Linked DNA regions of Mus musculus: all the other regions are linked to region 2. Evidence: chromatin contacts called from public Hi-C and HiCAR-type data. All regions are on one chromosome and are shown on one strand. Each heading gives the region's core, a stretch centred on a gene start, on an enhancer-like site or on the middle of the called end of the contact. The rest is flanking DNA. Distances are from core to core; before and after follow the strand shown.

What was found. A called contact is a pair of places that touch in the nucleus more often than the background predicts. HiCAR-type assays count read pairs that join an accessible place to other places.
Region 1: a Hi-C map of the N1E-115 cell line shows a contact between it and region 2, with 5 times the contacts expected there. The contact joins the enhancer-like site here to the promoter of Nus1 in region 2. A contact is called at or near these places in 3 of 39 promoter capture datasets (hippocampal neurons and liver), 8 of 484 Hi-C or Micro-C datasets (the N1E-115 cell line, Th1 cells, adipose-derived mesenchymal stem cells and 4 more), 7 of 115 datasets of contacts at active chromatin or transcription factors (astrocytes, differentiating embryonic stem cells, embryonic forebrain and 4 more) and 1 of 9 other capture datasets (embryonic stem cells).
Region 3: a Hi-C map of muscle stem cells shows a contact between it and region 2, with 5 times the contacts expected there. The contact joins the promoter of Ascc3 here to the promoter of Nus1 in region 2. A contact is called at or near these places in 4 of 39 promoter capture datasets (the 3T3-L1 cell line, liver, neutrophils and 1 more), 6 of 484 Hi-C or Micro-C datasets (B cells, CD4 T cells, CD8 T cells and 2 more), 2 of 115 datasets of contacts at active chromatin or transcription factors (cardiomyocytes and thymic regulatory T cells) and 2 of 9 other capture datasets (adipose tissue and liver).
Region 4: a contact with region 2 is called in a Hi-C map of memory CD8 T cells, with 16 times the contacts expected there. The contact joins the promoter of Mcm9 here to the promoter of Nus1 in region 2. A contact is called at or near these places in 3 of 39 promoter capture datasets (the C10 cell line, liver and pre-B cells), 4 of 484 Hi-C or Micro-C datasets (CD4 T cells, memory CD8 T cells, regulatory T cells and 1 more), 8 of 115 datasets of contacts at active chromatin or transcription factors (astrocytes, cardiomyocytes, double positive thymocytes and 5 more) and 1 of 9 other capture datasets (adipose tissue).
Region 5: a contact with region 2 is called in a HiCAR-type map of astrocytes, with 5 times the contacts expected there. The contact joins the promoter of Asf1a here to the promoter of Nus1 in region 2. A contact is called at or near these places in 6 of 39 promoter capture datasets (the C10 cell line, the HPC-7 cell line, cranial neural crest and 2 more), 9 of 484 Hi-C or Micro-C datasets (B cells, CD4 T cells, cortical neurons and 5 more), 8 of 115 datasets of contacts at active chromatin or transcription factors (the NIH/3T3 cell line, the SCID.adh cell line, astrocytes and 5 more) and 2 of 9 other capture datasets (adipose tissue and liver).

What each region holds. Positions count from the first base shown.
Region 1 is chr10:53,512,994-53,515,693 of GRCm38.p6, forward strand. Gm40650 (predicted gene, 40650) reads left to right here. Exons shown (of 4, transcript NR_169148.1): 4 at 947-1,551. The region is part of intron 2 of Gm20597 (predicted gene, 20597); the gene reads right to left. Among named protein-coding and RNA genes, the nearest start is that of Gm20597, 4.6 kb to the right of the region's middle. Within about 2 kb of position 1,273, at least 1 of the 459 cell types and tissues checked has an H3K27ac peak or open chromatin away from gene starts, as enhancers often do. A contact at or near this core is called in the N1E-115 cell line, where this site is marked.
Region 2 is chr10:52,416,121-52,418,820 of GRCm38.p6, forward strand. It overlaps Nus1 (NUS1 dehydrodolichyl diphosphate synthase subunit), which reads left to right and starts at 1,427. Exons shown (of 5, transcript NM_030250.2): 1 at 1,427-2,048. The coding sequence starts at 1,622.
Region 3 is chr10:50,591,338-50,594,037 of GRCm38.p6, forward strand. Ascc3 (activating signal cointegrator 1 complex subunit 3) reads left to right here and starts at 1,332. Exons shown (of 42, transcript NM_198007.2): 1 at 1,332-1,560.
Region 4 is chr10:53,628,651-53,631,350 of GRCm38.p6, forward strand. It overlaps Mcm9 (minichromosome maintenance 9 homologous recombination repair factor), which reads right to left and starts at 1,307. Exons shown (of 13, transcript NM_027830.3): 1 at 1,074-1,307.
Region 5 is chr10:53,595,641-53,598,340 of GRCm38.p6, forward strand. Asf1a (anti-silencing function 1A histone chaperone) reads left to right here and starts at 1,321. Exons shown (of 4, transcript NM_025541.3): 1 at 1,321-1,658. The coding sequence starts at 1,550. All of the region lies in intron 7 of Mcm9 (minichromosome maintenance 9 homologous recombination repair factor), which reads right to left.

The sequences.
Region 1 (2,700 bases), core at 23-2,522, 1.1 Mb after region 2:
GGGGAGGGGGAGGGAGGATGTGCCATGTTCCTCTTTAAAGATTTGGTCAGGCTTTCCTGTAGAGCAGTGGTTCTCACCCTGTGAGTGGAGACTCCTATGGTGGGGTAGAATGACCCTTTCACAGGGGTCACCTAAGACTATCAGAAAACACAGATGTTTACATTATGATTCGTAACAGTGATAAAATTACAGCTTTACGTAACAACAGAAATGATCTTATGGCTGGGGGGTCACCAAAACATGAGGAATGGTATTAGGGGGTGGTGGCATGAAGAAGACTGAGGACCACTGCTGTAGGGAACTCTCAGTTGTGGAGCCATGGCCCTGAATTTCTCTCTTCTCAGCGGGTGTGAAAGACACCTGTGATTTCAGCCCAGCGTGGAGTTGGGCTGATGAGTTACTTCCAATGCAGAGTTCCCTTGGGGACAGCTGAGGCTGTTACCCCCACTTCTGACAGCCCATTTTCTGTCTCTACCCAATTCTGTTTTCTCCACTCTTTTCTTGACGGACAGTCCTTAAAAGCTGTCTTGCAACCAGATGGTATCATCAGGCTCTTTACTTCAGCCTTGAGCTATCAGCCAGAATGGTTTCTGGATTTCCTATATAGGGACTGCCTGATATGGTGACAGTCTGGAGGTGTAAGGAAACTGTAGGGCTAAAAAGCCATTGAGACTGAGAACCAAGTTTGGATTTTTTTCCAACGTGCTCTTAGCAAACAGTGAATTAGTTGTCGATTGTAAAGAAGACTAAAAAATATGTACTGAAACTTATCTTCCCCTCTTCATTAGTTAACACATAAGGCAACCTCTGTTGGCACATTTACAGCACAAGATTGTATTCCCAGAATGCCTTACCCATAGAAGTGAAAACATGAATCATTTCAGGGAGGAAAAATAGTAAAGTTTCAGGTTATCCCACTGGTGAAGAAATGTCCTCTTCCCCACAGCCTGGAACGTGACCACAGAGATCTGATGTTGCATTGCCAGTACACTGGTCTAGAGAGACAACCAGACTGAAGACGCTTGGACCCCCACCTCTCACATGAGCCGTTCTCATCCCTGACTTGATTGCTTCCACCTGATGGGTTATGTAAGCAAGAAATAGCCTCTTCCTTATTCAAACCACTGACTTCTGGAATGGGGAAAATGCAAAGAAGAAAATCACTTTCATGTTACCCTTACGTCTTATCTACTTCTCTTTCTGTGAAGGCACACCATGACCAAGGCAGCTCATGAAAGAAAGCATTTAATCAGGGGCCTGCTTACGGTTCCGTAGGGCTAGTCCATGGTCATCATGGTGCGGGAGCATGACGGCTGGGATGGTGCTGGAGCAGTAGCTAAGAACTTACCTCCTGGTCCACAGATAGGAAGCAGAAAGAGAACTAGGCTGGGCCAGAAGTGGGCTTTTGAAACCTCATAGCCTACCTGCAGTGACACACTTCCTCCACCAAGGCCACACACATACCTCTAATCCTTTCTAAAGAGTCCATCTATTGGGAACCAAACATTAAACTATATGAGCTTGTGACAGTCATTCTCTTCTAAACCACTACAACTTGTTATTCTATGTTTTTATTTATTCGGCTAATGTAATTAACCCGCCTCTGTTCGTTCTGAACTGCTAGCATACAGGAGGCATCCCATAAGTATTTTAATATACATAGAGGTTGGGAGATGGCCCAGTGGGTAACAGAGCATTTGGGGCACAGCCCTGAGAACCAAGTTCAGATTCCCATATAAAAAGCCAGACATGGGGCTGGTGAGATGGCTCAGCAGGTAAGAGCACCCGACTGCTCTTCCGAAGGTCCGGAGTTCAAATCCCAGCAACCACATGGTGGCTCACAACCATCTGTTATGAGATCTGACTCCCTCTTCTGGAGTGTCTGAAGACAGCTACAGTGTACTTACATATAATAAATAATAAATCTTAAAAAAAAAAAAAAAAAAAAAAAGCCAGACATGGCTACATGTCAAAGCATGAATAATTATTGATATACTGTGGCTACCAGCTTTCCTCTGACTGCCTCCTCACTCTCCTGAGCAATGCTCACAGCTATCTGTCATCAGGCTAATCAATGTGAGGCACACAAGTAAGATTGTGTCAGAGGGAAACAGGGAGGGGAGCCTGAGGGAGCTATGTAAGTATCAGTGGGAATCTGACAAGAAAGGGACAGGAGATTATACACCAGACATCGTATTGTCTTTTGAATGTCACCTAAGAGACACTATTTTTTTTTTTTTTTTTGTAACTCCTAAGATGTCTCAAGATGTTTTAAAGATGCAGCTTCTCCCGTAGAAACACACCCTGCCTCTCACGGTGTAACTTGCGTTAGACACCTGGTCTCATTGCTGCCAGTAAGCAACTTGTTCTCCCAACAAAAACAACTAAAGGAGGGAAAGGTCTATTGTCCTTACCCTTGTGAATGTCACCATGAGCTATGGCAGGGAGTGTGCTGTGGCATGAGCAGCAGGTAGCTGTTCTCCTTGTGTCCACAGTAAGCAGCCAAGAGAGCAGAATGCTTGTCCACAGCTGCCTTTCTCCTTTTGTTCAACCCAGGACTCCAGACTATTAGAATGACGCTGCCCACATTTTGGTGGGTCTTTCTACCTCAATTATGCTAATCAGGATAATCCCGCAGAGATGTACCCAGAGGTGTGGGGCCATGAAAGGTAGCCTATTTTCGTTGAATGAGGGTTGCTC
Region 2 (2,700 bases), core at 177-2,676:
TACAATCTAATCTTCTGAGCTGACTGATTCAATCTGGCTTCTTACTGAATTGCTCTGACTGGCTTCATACTAACTTTGGCAATATGTTCTAATATGTTCTGACTCTCATTCTCTGACTCATTCTGTCTTCACTTGTATCTAGTTTGTTCCCTCTGTAACCTATCTCAGTAAAACTGTTTTTGTAAAACTGCCATACACATATACTACCCACCTCCCCACTCCACCTCTCTCTCTCTCTCTCTCTCTCTCTCTCTCTCTCTCTCTCTCCTCCCTCCCATAACTAGCATCTGTTTCCTGTCTGTTTTTCTGTGAGTTGGACGTATCCTATCTCTCACTCAATTTTTTTCCTGATTCATAACTTTGCCCTTCAATTAAACATCAATTTCAAACATGGATGCTTCCTTCAACAAACTAGCCTTATCTTCATTGTCAGGGATTACAGGTATGTGCTAAGGGAGTGTGTGTATTCCAGCCAGATCATACTGTAATCCAGTGTGGATCATGGCCAGATCATATCTTTGGCTACGGTTATTGAGAGGAGCCATGTTGCCCAATTAAAATTCCTCCACAGGCATTTCCTGCCAAAGGCAACAAAACTTGCAGATGGACATGAGACTCACGTTTTAAACTAAAGCAAAGCAATTCTTACAGAAATGAGACCAATTAAAACAGGTGACAATGGCCAAAACATTAAGGCCTGTAGACATTTCCTAATGGGAAAAGGGGCTATACAGTAAAAAATATGTCTGTATTACACAGATCCAACTGTATCTGGGCACTGATTCTCTTCTCAGAGTGGCCACATTGAATCAGTTTCGCTTTTCTGTATTTACCTTCTATTGTGTCATTGGTCTATGAAGGACAGGTGGCAGAGCTTGATTTGTTAGGGACCCTAACAGTGTCAGACCCTAACAGTCTGTTTCCAGGTCCTATGCTGTAGGACTTCATTCCCATTCTGGGACGTTCTATTCTCGTCGGAAGATTGGACAAAGAACTGTGATGAGACCTCTCCAAGAACACTTGAGCCTTTGGGGACAAGAACACTTCTGTTTGGGGACCGTGGTCGATTTCCAGCATCTACACTTGCTGATGCGGTGGTGGATTCTCTCTGTGTAACTTCCAGTTCATTTAGATTGCTTTTAACTCCTTGGGAATCGTTTCTGTCATGGCCGTGAGGGGGAGATAGGCAACAAATCTCAAGCTGCAGATCCTCCCCTCAGTCTGAGGAACAGCCCAATCATTCCATAGGAGAAAGGCTAGAGGCGTTGGCGCGTCGCCCTCCTCATCCCCAGGGGGCGCCAGCGGCCCGGAGCCAGCCTCATTCTCAAGCGCACGCTCTCTTTAGCAGTGCGGTGGCGGCTCCAGCCACGACTCCCGGTCGCGTCGGAGTTCCCCGGCAGCCAATCAGAACTCTCCATGTACTAACGGGGGCGGGGCTGCGGAGGGCGGAGGAAGATGGCGGCGGGGGCTAGGTGAGGTGTTGGCAGTGGCGAGGGGCTCGGGCGCGGGGGGTGGGGGGACGCGGAGCGATGGCCCGCGCCGGCCGCTGGGGCGGATAAGACCCTGTCGCGCCGCGGGTGTGGGCCGGAGGGAGGTGACGGTGCCCGAGCGCCACAGGAGTATGACGGGGCTGTACGAGCTGGTGTGGCGGGTGCTGCACGCGCTGCTCTGCCTGCACCTCACGCTCACCTCCTGGCTCCGCGTTCGCTTCGGCACCTGGAACTGGATCTGGCGGCGCTGCTGTCGCGCCGCCTCCGCCGCGGTCCTAGCGCCGCTCGGCTTCACGCTCCGCAAGCCCCGGGCCGTCGGCAGGAACCGGCGTCATCACCGGCACCCGCACGGGGGACCGGGACCGGGACCGGGACCGGCCGCCACCCATCCTCGGCTGCGCTGGCGCGCGGACGTCCGGTCCCTGCAGAAGCTGCCGGTGCACATGGGCCTGTTGGTCACGGAGGAAGTGCAGGAGCCCAGCTTCTCAGACATCGCCAGCCTCGTGGTGTGGTGTATGGCCGTGGGGATCTCCTACATTAGCGTCTACGACCACCAAGGTGAGGCCGGGTGGGAGGTGGGGTGACCGAGGCACTTCCGAGTCTGAGGACTACGTTTCTAGCTAGTTTGTTCCCGGTCGTCCTGCGAGGCCGCCGCCCTCTCCAGGCCCTGCGAGTTTCGGTAGCCCTTGGCCCTTACACTGTGCTGGTGCTTTCGAGGAAGGGAGATCAGTCTTATTGAACGTTGACGTTGACAAAGTCTTTAGATTTGGTTAGTGTTTGTAACATGTAAAAGATATTTAATGTAGTCCGTTAAGGGAGGTGGTTTTCTCTGGCTTTGTTTCACGAAAGAGGGAGCTGACGTTCAGAACATTAACTGATTTGCCCAAGGTCATAAAAGTAACGGGGAGTTAACCAGTCTGTGCGCTCTTCAAAGTGTCTCTTCAAGGGGGTTCAATGAACTCATCTTAAGGGCGACCAAGCAGTGGCGGCTTTATACGTGAGCTGCATTGTAGGATTTCCAAATGAGCTCTCTTGGAGTTAGGTGGCATTTGAATGGGGTTTCTGAAAAGTGTGTGAGAGTTTTGATAGGCCTGGAAAAAGGCCTGAAATCACGTGTTGCCATTTCACCTTAGAGGCCAGTACAGTACTAGATACACTTGTGTTCCTTCAAGTAATCAAGGCAGTGGATTTCACCACGGGTTTGTTAAGG
Region 3 (2,700 bases), core at 82-2,581, 1.8 Mb before region 2:
ATTCTATGTTTGATCAAACCCCTCTTCCTTCCCTGCCTGCTTCATGGAAATGCTCTCTCTGTTTCTGAAAATTCCACAATTATGTATCTCAGATTAGCAAAATATTTCTATGCCACTCACATCACCTCTGCTTGGATTCTCAGGTGGCCTTCCCACTTGGGAATATCTGCCTCTGCTTTTTTACTATAATGAATTTGCTTTTGCTTAAGTCTCTTCTGTATCTCTCCTAGAATTCTTTCTCTAGTGAGACCAAGAGTCTTTGGGATCACCAGTTGTAGTTTGGTGATAAAATGAGTTAGACTGTAAACGCTTGAAAGGCTACATGCGACTGGACTAACTTTTAGCAAAACCAGCCAGTAATTCTCCTAAAATGCGTCTCCCTCCCCCCAAATCCCTATTATGTAAGCATTCAGCATCTACTTAGAAAATGTAGAGACTGGGAACTTAGAGAAATGTAGAGACTGTGATGGTCATATATTGCTTCTACAGTGCATTTAGTTCCTTGGATTGTATTAGAAGGGACTCTCAGAATGTGAAGGGTTTTTGTTTGTTTTCCTCATAAAGTTCAGGTCATACCAGACAAACCTTTATCACCAGATGGGTCTTTCATATTGCTGACAGTCCAGTAACTTTTCCTCTTAGTGAATCTTACCAAGTTTCATTAATACTTCATGATTCTTTTCATCTGCGTTATCTCATTTTAATTTCTGAAATGCTTCTATCGCTATTGAGGTCTTCTTACCTCAGTCTGGTATACAGAACTTCCAGTGGGTTTGGCAAGTTATGTTTATTATTCAACCAATGCTGCTTCTATAAAACAGGGTTCTGGTGAGTTTTAGGACAACTGTCTCGGGAAGAATGGGCTGAAAGGGTAGGATGACAATGCATACCACATCTGTATCCTCGCTCATCAGTTCAAACTTAACAACAATGCAGTTTTTTTAGGCTAGCTTTTCTAAATTTGCCAGTCGCACCAGGCTATCGTCAGATGTTTTGTTTCGAAGGTCAGAAACAACTTCAGAAGTACAAAGTGGAGAATAATGAAACTCAGGGAAATCGAAACTTGAGCCTAGAGCAGGTGGGCGGAACCATCTAGTAACCACGGGACTGTGACTCACTGGTTTCTGCCTTCAATAGGAATTAATTACTCGGTGCCATTATCAGAACCAAGCGGGGATTAGGGAGTCGGCCGGAGGGAACCAAGAGTCGGACCACTAAAACTGAGCTGAAACTTGCTAGCGTGTACGCCACCCGACGCCAACCCCCGCATGGGCGGGGCCGAGGGCGGCCGGGTGCTGACGTGGCGACGTTGGCGTCGCGGTCGGTGACGTATGGCCGGCGCCCGCCCCGCCCCTCCGTCGCTCGGCGCGGGTGTGTGGGTTTGTGGGTCAGTGCCAGCTGGGCAGCCCTCGCGCGCTAAGGCGTGACAGCGAGCGACCCCCGCCGGCCCGCGTGTGCTGCGGAGGAGGTCGGGGCGCAGCCCTCCGCTCCGCTCCGCCGGAGTGAGAAGAGGAAGCAAACCTCCAGGAGGCCGGAGGCGCGCGTGGCGGCGGGGCTGAGGTGAGCTAGGGAGAGGGAGGGCGCGGGTGGCGGAGCCCGAGTGTGCGGCGGGGCGGGGCTGGTCTCAGAGTCCGGAAGAGCGCGGGTGGACCGAGCTGTCATCCCTCGGCTGGGCGTCCCGGCTCACCTAAGTTTGTAGGTGGGGGTTGGGGTGAAAACTCCAGCGCGATTGCCCACGTGTAAGGACAGAATGGCCACAAGATGAAAAATTTTCTGTTCTAGGCTTAACCTGTTTTTCTCCTCCCTCTCCCCTTATTTATATTACACATTCCTAGCAACGTCGTTCTTCGCCTACATCTGTTGGGTTGGGTTTCCCCCACAACACAGAGGAGCGAGTGCTTTGGGTCCTGGAGTTCAGGGCAGTGGGTGAATTTAACAATCGGAGGACTCTAGAATGTATTTTTTTTTTTTTTTAAATAAAGAAGTGTCTATGCTAAGGGGGTAGATGAAGTGGTTCTTGGTAGGATGCTGTAATTTCCTTTACCTTTAAAAGAAAGAAGTTCAGTCTACTGAGTTTGATATGCATCACAAGTGCAGTCTAATTGCTACCTGTGGTGTGGTTTTTGTTGTTGTTGTTGTTGTTGTTGTTGTTGTTGTTCCTGGATAAAAATTAGAACAGTCAACTATATCTACCCCCTTTTCAGATTCATAAGCTGAAACGTTTGTTTTCTGAGTTTGATTGTTCTCAAATTCCGCTTCTGAGTCTAGGCTGGACGTGCTCTAGCTCATGTTTTGTATTTAGTTTTTCACGTCATGACGATTATAATACTGGTGTTGCGCCGGGCGTGATGGCGCACGCCTTTAATCCCAGCACTTGGGAGGCAGAGGCAGGCGGATTTCTGAGTTCGAGGCCAGCCTGGTCTAGGACAGCCAGGGCTACACTGCCTCAAAAAAAAAAAAAAAAAAAAACCTAAAAAAAAAAAAGGATTACTTTATTCTATGAAACCCACTGCATAAGTAAGCCATCCACAAAGATAATACTGTGTTGCATTAAAATATTCATAGAGATGTCAGTTAAGTGTAGCTTAGTGTTATTTACATGAGTGAATTAATTTTGCAAGACTTAGTTTTCTTGATCCTTGTTGAATAATTTTTTCTAAAAAACTTGGTTCATTCATTAATTCATTCATTTGTTCACTC
Region 4 (2,700 bases), core at 57-2,556, 1.2 Mb after region 2:
CACACTGGCTACTGATTCTGCCCTCTCTGAACACCTGCTCAGCTGGGAGGTATAAAGTATAAAGTTGCATCACACTTAAGCCAAGAACACTGACAAGTACAGGAGGCTGGTATGAGATTAAGAGAGTATTTTTCAGAGAATCAGTCAAAGTAAGCCAACACTAAAATACTAAGCGACTTGGTTTTGGTTAGGTAATAGCATAATCAATCAGCCAAGAGTAAAAAAAGAGATTATTTGGGAAAGGGATCATAGTATTTCATGATGTGGATCTTAGCTGGGAAAAAAAAATCACAGCACTACCCTCAAGAGTGACCAAAGGAATATCTTTACGATTTTACAAATACAAAGTGAATGTAGAGCAGAAATCCGAAACAACAATTAACAACATACCCAACTCCAACAGCGCAGAAAGAGGGCGGGCAAAGAATTTTAAGTTCCTAACAGGGGCAGGTTAAATGTTTGCCTAGTTAAACCGGTAAATTACAGTGTTAAACAGACCGATATTTTTTAAACACAGCTTTCTTCTTCTTTTTTTTTTTTTCCAACATCCGTGCAATTAGACAAGTTTATCAACCTATAAACTCAGGCATCCCGTTACAAACTTAAGCCATTTACTGTCTAGGGGAGGGGGGACGATGGTTGTACAACTATCAAATTCTCTCTCCTCTTGCCTCTGGCATCCAAACAAATAAAATGGCTTTGCTTTATTTCATACTATCCACTGCAAGGTGGCGCCAAAAAGAGCAGTTTGGGGATAGAGCCTTGTCCCTCACCTAGGCTCGCGTAGCCCCGCCCCTCGGGAGCTGTGGCCACGCCCCGCGCGTCTCAATCCCGCGTTGCGCGCCATTCGCGGGTGCGCGCTCATTGCGCGCCTCCAGGCCGCCTGGCGAGCGAGAGCCTAGCGGAGGGATGCTTTGGAAAGCATTTGGAAATTCGCTTCTAATCCACAGGTGGTTGGCTGTGGCCTCCCAGCCCTGCGGGGAGTTTAGAAATTAAAGGATGCGGACGAGACCTGACGCTAACCACGGGAGGGAAACGATCCCCCGGGACCTCACGCTGCGGTGGTCACTTACGGGCTCAACACGCACTGTCTTGGTCGCCGGGACCGCGCTGCGGCCGTGGTCGCCCCAGCCCGACCCGCGCGGCGTTGGAGGGGGCGGGGCGTGCGCGCGGCCGCTCGAGGGGGCCGCCTTGCGCGGGGGCGCGCAGGCTTCTTCGCGCTGCTCTCGCTCGGCCTCTGAAGGACTTGAGCTTCCCGCGGACCCCGAGCCGCGCACTGCCTCAACTTTCCGGCCGCTGGGGCTTCTTCCGGGTGCGGACGCAGGCGGGCGCGCGCCAGGACGGACGCTGGAGTCTGCGAGCGGGAGGCGGGAGCAGGGAGAGAGGCGGGACTCGGGGAGCTGGAGGCGGGGTTTGGGCCGGACAAGACGTCTGAGGGGCGGGTCTCGGAGGCATGGGGCGGGGTTTGAGCGGGACACCGGCTTCGAGGGCGGGTTTAGGGTGAAGTGGATAATTCAGGCTGGCAGGAATTCCGCGGATTGGTGATGGGCGAACGCGGGGTGGAGACTAGGGCGGAGAGAAGGGGAACCCTGGTGACGTATTAGGGCGGGATGTGGGCGATCTGGGACTCGACTTTGGTTTGCACCTTCAGATATCTTAGAACACAAGTGATTTTGTTGTTTTTTTTTTGTTTTTGTTTTTTTTTTTTTTTTGGGTTGGCGATGTATTTAAGGAATCTGCCTACTTCCACGTCACAATATTTTCCATTTCGTGTAGTTCTCTGATCCATTTCGAGCTAAATTTTATAAGTGGTGTTACGGTTTTGTGAAGTCACTTCTACTTTAAATCCTCTGACTGCACATCTACCTATCAGCAATTTTTATTAAATCAAATCAGGCAGCTGAGGGCAAAATTGGATATAAAAAATTCATTATCTGGCCGGGCGTGGTGGTGCACGCCTTTAATCCCAGCACTTGGGAGGCAGAGGCAGGCAGATTTCTGAGTTCGAGGCCAGCCTGGTCTACAGAGTGAGTTCCAGGACAGCCAGGGCTACACAGAGAAACCCTGTCTCGAAAAAACAAAAACAAAAAAGAAATTCATTATCTTGACCCCAACTCAGCTTCAGCAAGAGAGTCATGTCAGCACGTGCTGCCACCGTTCATGTTCCCTGATCTCAAAATGTCCCTAGCTCAACTAATAAGTGTTTTTCTGAACTTCAAATTGTTCCTGAAGACTTTCTACATTAGAGCCTAAGGGTGTTACTTCCTAGGGCCAGGCCCTCTTTTTACATCAGTTAAGGATACAATGTCTCAAAGACATTCCTACTGGTCAATCTGATACAGGCAGTTCCTTAATTCAGACTCCCTTCTCAGCTAGGCATGGTGGCAAAGGCCTTTAATTCTGGCAGGTTGATCTCAGTGAGTTTAAGGCCAGCCTGATCTACAAAGTGAGTTCCAGGACAGCCAGATACATTTCAACAAAACAAAACAAACAAGCAAAAAAAAAAAAAATCTCTTTTCTGAGGTAATTCTTGGTTAAGGCAAGTTGACATTTGAAATTAAGCAGTACACCTGTATGATACATTGGTTCAATCTTAATGATTTTATGTCCCTATAAAAACTTCACACATTGGAGCACTATTAGTACATTGGACCACGGAAGGGGAGAAACTGGACCATAGCCACTCATAGTTTGTTCCAG
Region 5 (2,700 bases), core at 71-2,570, 1.2 Mb after region 2:
TCTCAACCTGTCCAAGGAAGATTAATTAAATTCTGCACACTAGCAGAAACTTCACTTGCAGATTAATACTAAGACATAATTTTCACTCCGGATTTTATTGAATAGTTTAGTAGTTTCATTTATAAGGAAAAAGAAAAGAACCCAATGGTTTATGAGTAACACCTCCACAGTAAAAAGAATCAGTTCACATTCACAAAGGTGTTAGGTTTCCGTTTCCTGTTTCCTAGTCTACCCACAGTGGCTAAGTACCATAAACAAGCAACTTTTCCTCCAGTCAGCCTTGAAATGGTCTCACAGGCGTCACAGGCATGGAAGGTCTCCTCAGAATTGGTGTGCTGCACTTTTTCACTTATGAATGTTTGTTATAAATGCCTTGAAGAGCAAATGGCATGTTATCTGTGCTTTCTCCTTTCTCATATTCCACCAAAAATACATTTGTTGTCCTTTGGCCTTCAGACACTTCCATTTTCTCGACTTTTGACTTCTTTCTCTGTGCCCCCCCAACAACAGAAGCCTCGCTGTAACTGATCACGTTTTCCCCCTTTTATTTCTTTTTTTTTGTTTTGTTTTACATCTTTTCAGTTATTAAATGGGAAGAAATCCAACATGCAGCTGAAGATCGCATATTTTTTTTCTAGCCTGCGTGTGTGTGTGTAAAATCACCCCGCCCTCATTTTGTATCTATTTCACCGCACTGTCGTGGCCAAGAACTTGAATTCCAAAATGGCTTGCTCCTTTCGAGCTGACATGGGCTATAAAAATGCAATTTATTCCCACTGCAACCAGCCCTTCTCCCTATTCTCTACCATTACGATTGCGAGAAGCACAGACAGCTAGTTGGGCCTGACAAGGGCTGCAAAGCACACCTTATCTGCTAAATCCAGCAGAGCCAGCAAAGCCGCCGGCACTGGTGGGGGAAGCGTTAAAGGCTGGAAGAAAACCCGAAAAACCCCAAGGCCCATGCTGCGCACACACACGGGGCCGCCTCGCGCCCTCCTGCTTCCACCGCCGGCCCCGCCCACCCCACGGGTCCCGCCCCCTCCGTCCCGCCGCGGCCACGCCCGACGTGTGGCGCGGCCCCGCCGGGCGGGGGCGGGGCCTGCGTCGCCCCTCCCCCGCCGCCGGCGGCCTCCGCGCGGGCCTCCCAGCCCCTATTCCACTCACTTTGTTCTGCGCCTTTGTCCTGGTCCGCACCAGCAGGTGGAGCCGCAGTGAAAGTTTCCCGTCCGTTCTGCGAGCGGGAGCCCATCTTGCTCGCCGCCGCGGCCCTCGCTGGAGGAGGAGGGTCAGAGCTCGGGGGCAGCCAATCGCGGGCAACGCTGCTAGTTATCAGGGCAGAATGGGCTGTAGTTTAGTGAAATAGGAAAGCTGCAAAACACCGTGGAGTGCCGCCGTGTAAATAAAAAGGAAAAAAAAGTTTCTCAAGTCGCAGCTGCACGACGTCGGGCCGCGCCGCGCCGGGGCGGGGGTCTGCGCTCTCGGAGCGGCCGCGCGCGGGACTCGGTGGTGCCGCCAGCCCCGGCCCCATTGTTTGTGTTTTCTTCAAAATATGGCAAAGGTTCAGGTGAACAATGTAGTGGTGCTGGATAACCCGTCGCCTTTCTACAACCCGTTCCAGTTCGAGATCACCTTCGAGTGCATCGAGGACCTGTCTGAAGGTGAGCGAGTGGCGCCGGGCTGTCAGTTGCGGCGGCGGACGTTAAAGTTTCCCGGCCCGGCCTCGCGCGGGGTGGGCCGCGGCCGGCGGCCGGCGGGAGGGCGGCCATGCGAGGGAAACTTGAAGTTGAGGGACGCCGGCCGCGCCGCAACTTGCGAGCAACTTGCCGGGCGGAGGGAGCCATGTTGTCAGCTTTGTCTGCGGCGGGCGGCGCTCGGCGGCCCCCGGCTCGCGCGGCGCTGGCGGGGGGTCGTGCGGCCTCGGCGGCCCCAGGGCCCCACGGCCCGGTGGGGAGCAAGCTGGGCCGGTGGGAAGCGGAGCCATCTTACCCGGCGGCACGACGCCTGCTCCGGACCGCCGGGGGCGAGCGGGCCCGCGCCTTCCCGCCCGAGCCCCGCCGAGGCTGTCCTCGCGCCGCTCTCCGGCTCCCTCCACCAACCAGCGCGGAAGGCGGGCGCTGGGCTCGGCCCCTCGGCGCCTGGCTCCCGGGGGGCGGCCGTGCTCTCCGCGGGCGCCCGGGATGCTGTGCGCCGCCTCTCCCCGGGGACAGAGACCTCTCGGAGAGAAATGGTGAGGGGCTGGGAAGTTCCATGGCACCCTAGAGCAGAAGCAGGGTGCTTAACCAATTCCAGGCACTTCTCTGGCGTTTAGAAAGTCTGAAAGACTTTCTCCAGAACGTGTGAAGAAGAAGCAATTAAAATAACTCCACGTCCAAGCAGATGGAGAAAATGCAAACGTTAGCTGGGAGATAGAAGGCAAAATCCTTTCTGAAGTACATTTTACGGTTTAAAAAATGCGAAATAGTGAGGTAATACAGAACTTAGAAAGCTAAAATATGGCTTCTTAACGCTTTTCTTAGATTTTATTAAAATCAATGCTTCATTTTCAACATTTGAAACAAAAAGTTTAACTTCATTGGTGTTAAATTTTAGTTAACTAGGAGGACATCTTGGGACTTGAAAGTATTTCGACAAAATGCCTTGTATTATCCTAATCATGACGAAAAGAATTTCTCTTTTAATTTAAAAGTTTATAATCTCTTC